Linked DNA regions of Rattus norvegicus: region 1 is linked to region 2. Evidence: chromatin contacts called from public Hi-C data. All regions are on one chromosome and are shown on one strand. Each heading gives the region's core, a stretch centred on a gene start, on an enhancer-like site or on the middle of the called end of the contact. The rest is flanking DNA. Distances are from core to core; before and after follow the strand shown. Region 1 has its middle 18 kb from the start of C19h1orf131. Region 2 holds the start of Trim67 (tripartite motif-containing 67).

Region 1 (6,515 bases), core at 718-3,217, 39 kb after region 2:
GGGTCTGTAACATTATCCATGTTCTGTCGATCTCCCTCTCCCTCCCCCACACACACAGAAACACACACACACACACACACACACACACACACACACACACACTCACATACACTGTCTCTCTCAAACACAAACACACACAATCTATTACATTTTATTCATTCAGTTCTTAGTTACGAATAGAAACCCTGGAATCCAAGACAGTGATACATCTTTGCACAGGTGGCTTTTTCTAGTACCTGCTTCCACAAAAATTGTCAGACATATATCGGCACTGCCTTCCTGGGCTGGGGCCTGAGCACGGATGCAGCAGACCCTGGGAAGACCTCACATCGAAATAAGCCCTTAGGGCTTCACCCAGTGCCCTCTTTGAAGCATCATGAACTTGAGAAGCGACCCTGGTGGCAACAGGGCTGGCTCTGTTACTATGAGACAGATGAGCCCCCAGAGAAGAGCTGAAACTCGATGGCCACACCCTACAGCCTCTCTTTCCACTCAAGCCAGGGTTCCCCCGGACGCAGCTGAGTCTTCCTTCTTCCAAGGAGCACTGCCCTTGCTGGGGAGCTCCACTCGGAATCATCCTGCCTTGGGGCCCTGTGTGCTCACTTCCTGTCTCCCGCAGTCTCCAGAGCTCACTTCCTGTCAGTCTCCAGCTCTGCCTGGCAGCAGCCTTGCTCTCTCCCTTGGAAAGAAGTCAACTCATCCGGCGTTTCACCGTACACAGGGAAATGACTTGCCTGTCAGACGTACCTGCGCACCGACCCCAACTGTGCTTCCTAAGTACCCACCACTGGGCTGCACAGACCCACCAGTCCTACCTCAGAATTCTTCCTCGTGGCCCCAGTTTCCTCAAACACTCCGATGTCACCAGGAGCAGTTCGGCACTGCACAGCCTCCACACTGGACCCTGAGGCCATCTTCACTGCACAGGGCTTGGCCTTGGCTTCTCTGGACTCCCATCCTGCTAAGTAATCTCTGGGTCACGACTCCATGTAGAGCCCTCAGGGCAGCCACAGGACCCCAGCCGGCCACAGCCTCAGTTGCTCAACACCTCTTTGTCCCTTTCCTACAGCTCTGGCCGCAGCCACAGCTCTGAAAGGGAGAGACAGGTATTTCAAAGGGAAGAACATGGAGGAGCCCCTGCCTTCCTGGACCCAGGAAGCCACGTACGGCCGTGGTCAGGGCTGGTGGTGGTAATCCAGGCATTTGGCTGTCTTGTGGGAGAGAGAAACCAGAAACCTTGGAGTAAGAATGGGGCAGGAAGGCCGGCCACGGGGGATCCTTAGTCTCAAAGCCTGGGCCAATCATCTGCCTGGTGATCTGTACCTGTGGATGGCTTTGGGGAGATGAGAAAGTGGCCATAATCCCAGGTGACTTTTTTTGTTTTTTTTTTTTGTTTTTGTTTTGTTTTTTTTTTTTTTTTTTGGTGCTGGAGAACCCAACCCACGGCCTTGGCCTTGCACATGCCAGGAAAGTGCTCTACCACTGAGCCCCCTAGCTCTTCAGGAGGCCACTTTCCTCCTCCTCCCCCTTTCCTCTCTTCTTCCTCCTCCTCCTCTTTTTTCTTCTTATTGTTTTGTTTGAGACATGGTCTCACACTGTAGCCCAGGTTGGCCTGGAATTCACTATACAGCTTAGGCTAGCCTTGAACTCACAGCAATCCTCCTGCCTCAGCCTCTTGAGTACTGGGATTACAGAGGTGAGCACCACACCCGACTCAGGTGACCTCTTTAAGGAGGTTCCCTGGAGTTGAGCAAGGCAGAGCCAGCCCCCGCCCCCCACAGCAGTATAAGTGGGTGGGGCTAGTTGTCTCCCTTTGCTCACTAGAGCCCAGAAGCAATACGCTGGTGCCAGGGACAGCCCAGGCAGCCCTGCACAGCCACCTCTCCCCTGCCTTCTGTACCGGGCGCCTTTCAGGGACAAGAATGCGCGGAGAAGAGTAGGGAGGGGCGGGGCCTCACGCTCAGGGCTTGAGAGGGGCGGGGCCTCACGCTCAGGGCTTGAGGCAATCTGGAAAGAGGCAAAGCCCTGGCAGAGGGCAGAGGGATCGCGGAGTTCTATCACATGGAGTCCTTAGCAGCTGGCACTGAGGTGCCACAGCTGTGTATACATGACGTTGGTGTAAGGCCTTCCTTCGTGAGCCACTGAGAAGGACCTCGGGTTAAGTGTCAAATGTCTGCGAGAACGGCTCTGAAGCCTATTCGCTGGGTGGGTCCGTGAATGCCAATCCCTTTTGAATGAATGTCCTTGACAAGCACCCACTGGTACCCACCCCTACACACAGCACCTCTCCCCTCACAGCAGGACAGCAGCGCCCACAGAGCTGGCTTTTCCTCCTCTGCCCTGTCTGGGAACACAGACCCAGCCTTAGTCACACTGTGCGTGGTCCAGGCTGTACCTTCAGATCTTTATGTGCTCTGTGGTTCCAAAATGTCCTTAGCTGCCCTGTAGCTCAAAGGAATCCAGAGCCAGGAAGCATTATGCTGATAGCAGGGTGAGCCCCGAGACAGACACGGGCAAGCTCTGTGAGAGATGGGTGCGCATGTGTGGGGCACCCTCTACTGAGCTCTTTCCTTTGTTTAAGGTGAAGTAACCCATCTCAGGTCAGGACCCACATACAGTGACCTTGTGCATGCATCATGCATGGGCAGCATGTCAGCCTTCATTCTGTGAGTGAAAGGCTTGCTCTTTGAGTCTCTACATGACTCAGTGCAGGTGGTCCCGGTTTGCCTCTCACGTGGCTATTACCAGTCCCCCTGTTGTGGAGGTGAAGGGGGTGGATGAAGTCACTTGGGGATCTCAAAGAACACCATCCCAGGGCTGTGGGAGTGGCGCCTGGGTGCTGGAGAGCTTAGCACCCGGGTCTCTATTCTCCAGATACCAGGAGCACCCCCAGTTAGTGTGACAGCCCCAAATACCCAAAGGCATCCAGATACCCCCTCAGAGCTGACCTGGATCTGGGCCATGCCGATTCGTTGAATGTTGACATTCATAGTGCTGGCCGGTACCCCTTCCTGTGTCACATAGGTCTGTCCCAAAGCCATCGTTAACCCAACCTAAGAATTCTTCACAGGTCTTCAGTGAGGAACGAAGGGCTCACATTTCCGCCAACTCCCACCTCCATTCTTGCAAAGAAAAACTCCCCTTTCTTGGCCACTGTTTACCGGCAGGAGGAACAGGGACATCTTAATGGGTTTGGGGCCCTCAAGGGGTTAAAGAATTCCTATGTATATTGTTAAAAGGCTTTCAAAGTCCATACTAGTCCTGGGAACTCTGGTACCCCAGGAAAAGCAGGTCGTCACTGGCAGCCCATCTGGTATGGGCTCCTGGCTGAAGGGGGGTCCTTGAGAGCTGAGGGAAAAGGGAGGGACCAGAGTCTCCCTCACCGCTTACCTTTGAAGCTGGCTTAGGTGTTGGCTCACAGCATGCATGGGATGAGCCTCCCAACTCTTCCGTGCCTCATTGTCCCTTCCTGCAGCAGGACTGGTCACACCAACCTACCTCCTCTCCGAATTGTGTGGATCACGAAAGAGACTCAACAATCAGGTCCAGGCTAAACGGCTCATTCAGTGGATCTAATCTGGGTGATTGTTACTGCGTCCTCTAACCACAATATCTTCACCCAAGCTTCACGTGACCACAGCAAGCACATTCCATTAGTGGAGGCGAGCCTGGGTTAGTATAATGTGTCAGGGGCTGGAGAGATGGCTCAGCCGTTAAAGGCTAGGCCCCCAACCAAAAATATAAGTATAATGTGTCAGGGCCTCGAACTGGCCAAACCTGTCAGCAGCCTCCTCCTGTGTACTAAAGGCATCTGCATGTGGTATGCCCTAAGCCAAGACAGACAGACAGACAGACAGACATACATACATACATATATATATATATATATATATATATATATATATATATATATATGCCTTTTGCCTTCTGTTCCTTCAGTTCCAGTCTTTAGGAACTCCCCCCCCCCCGCCCCCCTGCCCCTTGGCATTTGACTTTTGTTTATGGCTTCGGAAGTCTCCTGAGACTGTTATGGCATACAGCTGAACTAGGACCTGGAGGGGATGACTGGCCACAAGTTAATTTTAGACAACTGACTGCTGCCAGCGTTTCCTGGCAAAAGCTAAGAAGGGTGGGAGCCCAACTTTTTCTCCCCCCCCCCCAACAGGGCTGAACTCAGTGGGAGGAGCTGGGACCCGACTCTAAGTGACATGTTTCCCTCGAGTGGCCAGTTGTCAACTCAGCTCTGGGAAGGTGGCAGAGTTGGAGGGCTAGAGGGGGTCCCTGGGCACCAATGGGCACAGCTGTTCGAGGAGGCTACACAGGCCCTGAGACAGAGGCTGAAGGTACTTGAGTGGCCTTTCCAACTCCAAGCCACAGGAGACTGGACTTCCCAAGCACCCCACTTTCTCAGCACCAGCAGAGAGTGGGGTGCAGACACAACAGAAAACGTGAATGCATGATATAGAATCGCCACCATTGCACTGCACGGCGCACTGAGCATGAACGGTGTTTGTATAATGTTGGCGAAGGAATTTAACAGAAACAGAAAGCTATGTACCGTTGTTCCTCCCGTTTCCCCGCCTTTCCTTGCCTCCCCTTCCCACTCTCCCTACCGAACCCATTCTGTCCCCGCCCCCAGTGGTTGGTATTTGGTGGCAGCTCTTGGTCCTGTGACTGTTTATGTCTCACTGAAAACACGGAGGGGTGGGCAGCGGTAAGGGAAGTAATTTTTTTCTAATTTTTGTATAGCTCTCCACAAGCGTTTGTATTTTTTGAATTGCAAACACTGTGTTTTCTGGTCCTTGGGGGTTGGTTGATCTTCCTGTATTACTTTTTGGAAAACTTGAGTTTTACCACATTCTTAAACAGATTTGAAATAAATTCTTTTGACACCGCCAACAACTGCAGGACAGGTGTGCTCTGTGGTCACCGGTGAGGGCCACTTCTGAGCTTCCACAGTGGTCACCAGTGAGGACCTCTTCTGGGCTTCCACAGACTGGCCCTGGCTGACAATGATCTGCTCCTAAATCTCAAAGTAAAGATGCGGTTTCAAATTACAAAGCACCATTTTCCACGGGGGAATTATAGTTCCATTTAAAAATGTATGTGTGTGTGTGTGTGTGTGTGTGTGTGTGTGTGTGCGCGCGCGAGTGCGCACGCGCATCTGTGTGGAGATTGTAGATCACAAGTGTTCTTCTGATGCTGTCTTCTTTTTTGAGACAGGTTTTTAATTTTTTTTTTCTTCCAAGACAGGGTTTCTCTGTGTAGCCTGGGCTGTCCCAGCGCTTGCTCTGTAGACTAGGCTGGCCTTGAGCTCACAGAGATCTGCCTGCCTCTGCCTCCCAAGAGCTGGGATCAAGGGCATGCACCACCACTGCCCAAGAGACAGGCTCTTTTATGGGCCTAGAACTTGCAAATCCAGCTAGACCGGCTGGGCAGCAATCCCCAGGATTCTGTCTGTCTATCTCCACACTGCTGCACCCTGTTCTCCACGTAGGTTCCATGGTTCACACTATCGGTCCTCATGCTCACGCAGCAAGCCCACCAAGCTCTCTAAAATCGTGGACTCATTTTTTTTTTTTTTTTTTTTTGGTTCTTTTTTTCGGAGCTGGGGACCGAACCCAGGGCCTTGCGCTTCCTAGGTAAGCGCTCTACCACTGAGCTAAATCCCCAGCCCCATCGTGGACTCATTTTTGTAAAAGGCAAGAGGACTGGGGAAATGTAAGAGTCGAGGATAGGGGTAAGCCAGGTGCAGTGGCTCACACTTGTAATCTCAGCACTTGGGAGGCTGACGCAGGAGCAAGCTCAAGACCAGCCTGTTCTATAGGGTGACACCCAGTCTGGGAAACGAGATAAATCCAGGATAACCTGACCTGGGCTCCAGGACAGCTCTGAGCCAGCATCCCAAGCTGAGCATTAGGGACAGCACATGTCCCTCAGTAGCGTGGCCCAGAGTGTCACATCTGCCTGGAATGTCCTTCCTTGTGCCGCGATACTTTACATTTTCAATATCTTAAGGATCTGTGTAGTCCTCCACGGTCTGGAATCTACTATGGACACTAGACTGACTTTGAACTCATGGAGATCCGTCTGCCTTGGCCTGCCGAGTGCTGGGATTAAAGGCCTGTACCACCTTTAAGTAGCTCTCCTCTGTCCAATTGTTCCTAAGACCAGGGAATAGGACCCAGTAGGTGGGGCAGCTGTAGGTTGGGCTTCGAGAGAGGCCAGTTCTCTGGGGAGGGAAGGTCGGAGTTTATTTCTTAGGAGTGATCTTGGAAGGAAGCAGGGCCCAACAAGGGAGGTATTAAGACCCAGTAAAAAGCTGAGCACAGTGGCCTATGCCTGTAATTCTACCACTCAGGAGGCTGAAGAAGAGGTTCACTTCGGTCTCATAAGACCAGAGCAAAACAGAAAACAACAGAGCCTAATGAAGAGAGTCCTCTCCTCTCTCATCCACTGCTAACTCTCCCTGTGGTTCCTCCCTGCTCGCCAGCGTCTGGACGGTCAGGCTCTGT
Region 2 (6,569 bases), core at 216-2,715:
GCAGCGGCTGGGGCCCTGCATTCCTTCAACAGGAGTCTGCGCCACGATTGCTGTTTTTGTTTTCGTCCGGCTGAGTCTTGCTATGAAACACCCAGACTAGCTTGGAAATTACTATGTAGCCCAAGCTGGCCTCTAACTCATAACAATCCTTCTACATCGGCCTCCCAAGTGCTAGAATTACAAGCACGAGCCAGCATGCTGGCTGACACATCCTTTTTAAATCGACAATTTCCTTGTCTGTTCCGAATCGGCGTGGATCGCAGAGGAAGAGAGGGCCGCGTGGCGCGCATTTCGCTCCACGCGCTCTTCCCTCCCCAGCGCGCTCTTCCCGTCCCCGGCCCGACCTTAGCTCCATGCTCAGCACACCCTTCCCTTCTCTGGGCAGCCCGCACTACCCCGGTGCGGAACAGCCGGGCAGACGGCGGGAAGAGCCCGGCAGCCAGGCGCGCGGGCGGCGACGTTGCAGGAAGCTCCCATTCATAAAGCGAACACCTGCTCGCGGCCTCCTGCCTCTCCCCAGCCCCGAGCAGCCCGGGGAGGTTGTATTTGGCAACCTTCACGGTGTCCTCGCCAAGTCCTCGCCGCTCTGGGCCTCATCGTCCACGACTAGCCCGGGTAGAACCGAGGAGACAAAAAAGGCTTGTGGAACGATGCGTAAATGAAACCTCGCCCTTTGGCGCGAGGCTGTCCGACATTTTGTGCCTTGAAAGCTTTTTGCGGGGGAAATAGATTTAGGTAGCGACTGTCGCGCTGTGCTGGGGGGCCTTTTCCAAGCGACTGGCCTTTTAGGGACCGCTGTTTACGCTTTCATGGTGGCGGGAGTGGGCAGGGCAGGAGCTGGCCAGGGATGCTCTGGCAAGCGGGGCGGGGCGCCGGGCTAATTCACCGTGCAGACTCCATCCGAATCGGAGCAGCTCTCCACAATGATCCTCCCCACGAAGCCCTCCGACCCGCCCCTGACTGCCAGCCGCGAGAGGCGAGCCCTCATTCGCTGAGCTGACGCCTGGCTCCCCGCCCCCCGCCCCGTTACTCTCGCTCTGGAAATTACAACTCCTGGGCGCGCGGCGCGGCGCGGCGCGGCGGGCGGGCGCGGGAGGCGGCGGGACCGGGAGGGGATTCCCGAGCCAGCGGGTGTTCACCACCCCCCCACCCCCGCCGCTGCAGCGTGGCGCGGCCAAGGTCAGGGGAACCGCAGGAACCGGAGCCGGCGAGGCGAGCCCGGGACGCTGCTCAATACGGGCCTGTGAGGAGGCAGCTCCGAAAGCAGCGGCCCGAGCAGCAGGACGGCGACGGTCTCCGGGCCGGGGGATGCCGAGGTGGCCGTGGTGGCACAACAGCCTGGCGGGGGATGCGCCTGGGGTGCGGGCGCGGATTCCCTGCCCATCCGCTCGCGGGCGCTGTCCGCCGTCTGGTGGTGCTGAACCAGCCCTGGCCCCGCTGCTCCCGCACTGGCCAAGAGCTGGTTAGGGGCGGGGCGCTCGCAGAAGGAAGACTCGGGGCAGCGGCGCTGCGGAGCCCGGCTCAGTAGCCTTGCTGGCTCACAGCAGCGAGTCACTGGTCCTTCGTAGAGTGGAGGCACGAGGTACCCCTGACGGCGCTGCTGCTGCCTATTCACCACCTGGACAACCTCGGAGGCCACTGCGAGGGCTGCTGGCCACCTTCATACGGCCGCCTCTGGTGAGGGAGCCTCGCCCTCAGGAGGTGAGGACCCCTCCTTTCTCTGGCGGCCAAGCGTCTTAGGGCGGTGGCCTGAGGACAGAGAGGGGGCGTGCCACCCTCGGGTGAAGACAGCATGCCCGTGTAATACCCCCGCCTCCTGACTCAAGAGCGCTGACATCGCCTGCCCAGCTGCGCTTGTCTTCGGAGCTTTGACCATCCTTGGCTGGTCCCGAGCGGCTCTGGCCGCGGGCGCGGCGATGGAGGAGGAGCTGAAGTGCCCAGTGTGCGGATCCCTGTTCCGGGAGCCCATCATCCTGCCCTGTTCTCACAATGTCTGCTTGCCGTGCGCCCGCACCATCGCGGTTCAGACCCCGGACGGCGAGCAGCACCTGCCCCCGCCGCTCCTTCTTTCGCGGGGTGCCGCCGCCGCCGCCGCCGCGCCCCCTCCGGATCAGGATGCAGCGGCCGGCGCGACCTGCGGAGGCGCCGGAGCTAGTACAGCCGGAGGCCTGGGCGGCGGGGCGGCCGGTGGCGGAGACCACGCGGACAAGCTGAGCTTGTATAGCGAGACTGACAGCGGCTATGGCTCCTACACCCCCAGCCTCAAGTCCCCCAATGGAGTCCGCGTGCTGCCCATGGTGCCTGCGCCTCCGGGTTCATCTGCCGCCGCGGCCCGAGGCGCCGCCTGCTCCTCGCTCTGCTCGTCCTCCAGCTCCATCACCTGCCCGCAGTGCCACCGCAGCGCCTCCCTGGATCACCGCGGCCTGCGAGGCTTCCAGCGCAACCGGCTACTGGAGGGCATCGTGCAGCGGTACCAGCAGGGCCGTGGGGTTGCTGCGGGGGCATCTGCAGCCCCGGCGGTGGCCATCTGCCAGCTGTGCGACCGCACCCCACCGGAGCCGGCAGCCACTCTCTGCGAGCAATGCGACGTGCTCTATTGCGCCACCTGCCAGCTCAAGTGCCACCCGTCCCGGGGCCCCTTCGCTAAGCATCGGCTAGTTCAGCCGCCGCCGCCGCCCGCACCCCCAGAGGCTACCTCTGCTTCAGTCGGTACTTCCACCGCCTCCAGCGCAGGAGGATGCAGGAGCCCAGGGGGTGCCGGGGCCCCCGTGCCTCGAAAGTTCCCCACGTGCCCGGAGCACGAGATGGAGAACTACAGCATGTACTGCGTGAGCTGTCGGAGCCCGGTGTGCTACATGTGCCTAGAGGAAGGCAGGCATGGCAAGCACGAGGTGAAGCCGCTGGGGGCAACGTGGAAACAGCACAAGGTAAGCGTTGGCTGTGTGGGGATGCCAGCCAGGGTGGAAGTTCAGAGATTCTCCAGACCCTTTCTTGGGGAATTGCTGGAAGGTGGGCCTGAAGGCAAAACAGTAATCACTCCATCCGTCCGTCCGTCCATCCGTCCATCCGTCCATGCATGCATGCATGCGTACATACATACATACATACCATCCACCCACGTGGTCATCTCTCCATCCATCTATTCATGCATCCATCTATCCATACATTGGACTACATATCCACCCATGCTTCCATCCAACCCTTCATGCATCTATGCATATCATCAGTACGTTTCTGGACCTATATGTTCATACATGCGTGCATTCGCCCAAGGATCCCAGCAGTCGCTGTCTGACCAAAGCTCAGTCGACCATGTACCCTGCACTGAGTATTGGCTTGGTGGGTTATGAAAAGGACTTGTTGAGTTTCCTTTCTGAGGCAAAAGGTTGCCAAAGCACAGAAGCAGGGCTCTCGCCCAGATTCTAAGGTACACTGTCAGAGCTTCCTTCCCCCCTTGTAAGGGAGAGATGGGTTTTAAAGTGAGACTGTTAGCAGCTGGCCATAGGAACCCTTCTGAAGGTTCCTCCTTGAATCTGTGGCCTAGGCAGAGAGGCAGCACCCCAGCTCAAGGTCCCTGGAGCCTTGTACTTCTTCCTCCACAGCCTTCATCAGCTTCACCTCACGGAACAGAAAAGCTTTTTCCTTCTCAGCTTCCAGAGAAGAAATGTCTCTTCCTTCACTTAGTTTCCAGCTAGCTCTATGCCCAGAATTCCTCTAAGACTTGTAGAGAAGAGGCAGTGTCTCTTGGGCTGTGGAAGAGAGTTGAAGTGAGGGGGAAGGTGTCCTTCCAGGAAAGGAGTGTGGTTTCCCCCAGAGTCCTTCTCTTGCCTGAGGCTCTGCCACTGTAGCTGTGGAGGAGCAGAAGACCACGTTTTTACTAAAAGACCAAGCGCATTAGCCTACAGCCTCCCCGCTGGGGACTGGCTAGGATCAGTACTACTCTTCGAAACTTAGACCTGGTACTTTGCTCTCTTCTTTTCCTAAAGCCGTGACAGTCCGCCTGGGCCCTTCGCCGGCCCTCAAGGCAAGGTCAGGGCAGCTCCTCGCCTGACATTCTATCCAGTGTCTTTGTGTGACCGGCCTAAGTGCCTCCTTAGACACAGAACAGGTTACAGTCACACGTTCACGGTGCATTTCACACTCCCCTCCTTCAGAAACCCGCCCTGGAAGGTGTAAGAGGTGCCCAGACTGTCCGCCAAGAATTGTTGCCTATAGTCACACAGAGTAGAGCCACGGGAAAATAAGGCAGCTTGCTGAGGTAACTCGTACAAACTGCAAACAGCCCAGAGTAGCCAGATAGAGATGTGGCTTATCTGTGTGGAAGACAGGATTACTGTATGTTCTTACATCTGCTACAATAAACATACGCCACTATGAGAATTCGATATTTAGAGGAGGTTGGGTTTTTTGGTTTCTGGTTTTGTTTTTTTAAGATCCTCTCCTACTTACTACGTGGTGCGGGCTGGCATCGAACCCACAACCACCTTCCTTCTCAGCCTCTTAAGGGCTGGGGTTACAGATGTAAGCCGTAGGATACAGCGATACTTTTAAATGAAAACTATAGGGGGGAAAGTAAATAGAGAACCCATTAGAAAACTACGTTGGGGAGGAAATCTCATTGAATGCCTCAGAGCAGGGGTTCTCAGTAGGGGTAATGTGTACTTTCACCCCAGCTCCCCCTGGCACTCTGAAAGGTCTGGAGATTTGGCGGGCAACACTAGTGACCCTGCAGTACAATTGAGACCCTGCAGTACCCCCTGCAGAGAAGCCCTGCTCTAGGGTCCCACAGCCTTGCTTCCCCAGCTCAGCCCTGCAAGTTACTAGCTGTGTGTGCATGCTCGCTTAAGCTGTCTTAACTGTGAACCGGGTGTAGGTAACACCCAGCTTGGATTCTTGTCGATGGGGTAAGTATGATCCTCTGTGCACAGCCCCCAGTGTGGCAGTCAAGCCATTAAATGTTATTTGCTGTTTTATGGTATTGATGCTTGACCCATGGATTTGTGGACGGCTACCGGGCAGCGCACCCCGTGCTTTCGGCCTCGTTGACTTGGAGAAAGTAGCAGGTGGTGACTGTGAATATTTTTCTCTGGATTTGTTTCCGTTTAATTGGTATGCTTTTAAAACTTGCAGCTGTTGTTCTCTGCATGTGTGCACACTTACACGTGCCACGGTGCGAGTGGGCTGGTATGAGAACAACTGTTAGGAGTTGGTTTTCTCCCGCCATCTGGGTTCCTTGGATGGAGCTTGGTTGGGTCATCAAGCTCGGCAGAGAGTGCCTTTACTCACCGAGACATTTCCCAGCATGCTGGCCTTCACGTGCTTCTTTTTGTTTTTTGTTTTTTTTTTTTGTTTCATTTATTTTACTGAATGTATGGGAGTGTGTCGTACATGTATCCACACATGGGTATGGGTGCACATCTGTGCATGCACTCGTAGAGGGCAAAAGTTGGTGTCCAGTGCTCTCCTCCATAGAACACCACCTTACATTCCAAGACAAGGTCTTTTACTGAATCTGGAGTTCACAGATGGGCCAAGATGGCTGGTCAGTGAGTCCCTGGAATCCTCCTGTCTCTGCCTGCCTAGACACTACAGACATGTAGTGACCCTGTGCTCAGCCTATATAGGTCTTGGGGGTTTTTGCTTGGGTAGCAGGTGCTTTACCCACTGAGTCGTCTCCTTATCTCTTTGGGGTATTGTTTATACTTTAATGACTGAGAATATTTGCCCCAGATTATGGTCCCGCACACCACATTCTGTGGCATATGGCATGGCAGTGTGGCTGACTTCTTGTTTCATCTCTTAAGTGAGTAGACATCACTTTGTAAATTAAAAACAATCAGGCATGAAGAGGTGGCTCAGCAGTTAAGAACACCTGCTGCTCTTGCTGAGAACCCGAAGGTGGTTCAGTGGTTAGGAACACGTTGTTCTTGCAAAGGATCAGAGTTTGGTTCCCAGAGCTCACATCAGTCTTCAGCTCCTGGGAATCCAGAGCCCTCTTCTGACTCTCTTGGTCACTAACACTCACACACATATCCACATGCACCCATGCACACGAGTGTGAGACACACATACACCAATTTTTTTAAAAAGAAGTTTAGGTTTAAAATTTCCCATTCAGATTTCATGAGCTATTAGGTTTCATAGACTAGAGGGCCAAGACTAATTTGGGGTCCTGTTACTCAAACATTTATAGTGTTAAAGATTGCAGACTAGAGAGCTGAATTGTGTATTCGAATTCACGAGAGAGAGAAAATGTCTTGCATGGAAAAATAAGTTTGATACTGGGCTAAGGTTTCAGGGTCTGAGGTCATGCAGGAAAAAAAAAATCAGTGGTCATCCCCGGCTTGGTGGCAACAGCAGTTTAATAAATGTTTCTCTTGTCAACTTCAATTACTCTGCTTGGTAATGAGAACACCGGAGAAACACATGGGTATCTGCCCTGCACCATGGGCAGCGCTGTCATAGGCAGTGTCACGGCAGTGTTACCTGTGGGAATGTGACTGTGAGGATCTTGGGTTTGAGTCATGCACCTAGTGCTCCAGCTTCTGGAAGCTAAGGCATCCTCCTAA

What was found. A called contact is a pair of places that touch in the nucleus more often than the background predicts.
Region 1: a contact with region 2 is called in a Hi-C map of kidney, with 3 times the contacts expected there. The contact joins the enhancer-like site here to the promoter of Trim67 in region 2. A contact is called at or near these places in 4 of 12 Hi-C or Micro-C datasets (Schwann cells, kidney and liver).

What each region holds. Positions count from the first base shown.
Region 1 is chr19:69,698,389-69,704,903 of GRCr8, forward strand. It overlaps a transcript of Trim67 not described here. Among named protein-coding and RNA genes, the nearest start is that of C19h1orf131, 18 kb to the right of the region's middle. Within about 2 kb of position 1,968, at least 20 of the 93 cell types and tissues checked have an H3K27ac peak or open chromatin away from gene starts, as enhancers often do. A contact at or near this core is called in kidney and liver, where this site is marked.
Region 2 is chr19:69,660,312-69,666,880 of GRCr8, forward strand. Trim67 (tripartite motif-containing 67) reads left to right here and starts at 1,466. Exons shown (of 10, transcript NM_001135715.1): 1 at 1,466-2,927. The coding sequence starts at 1,917.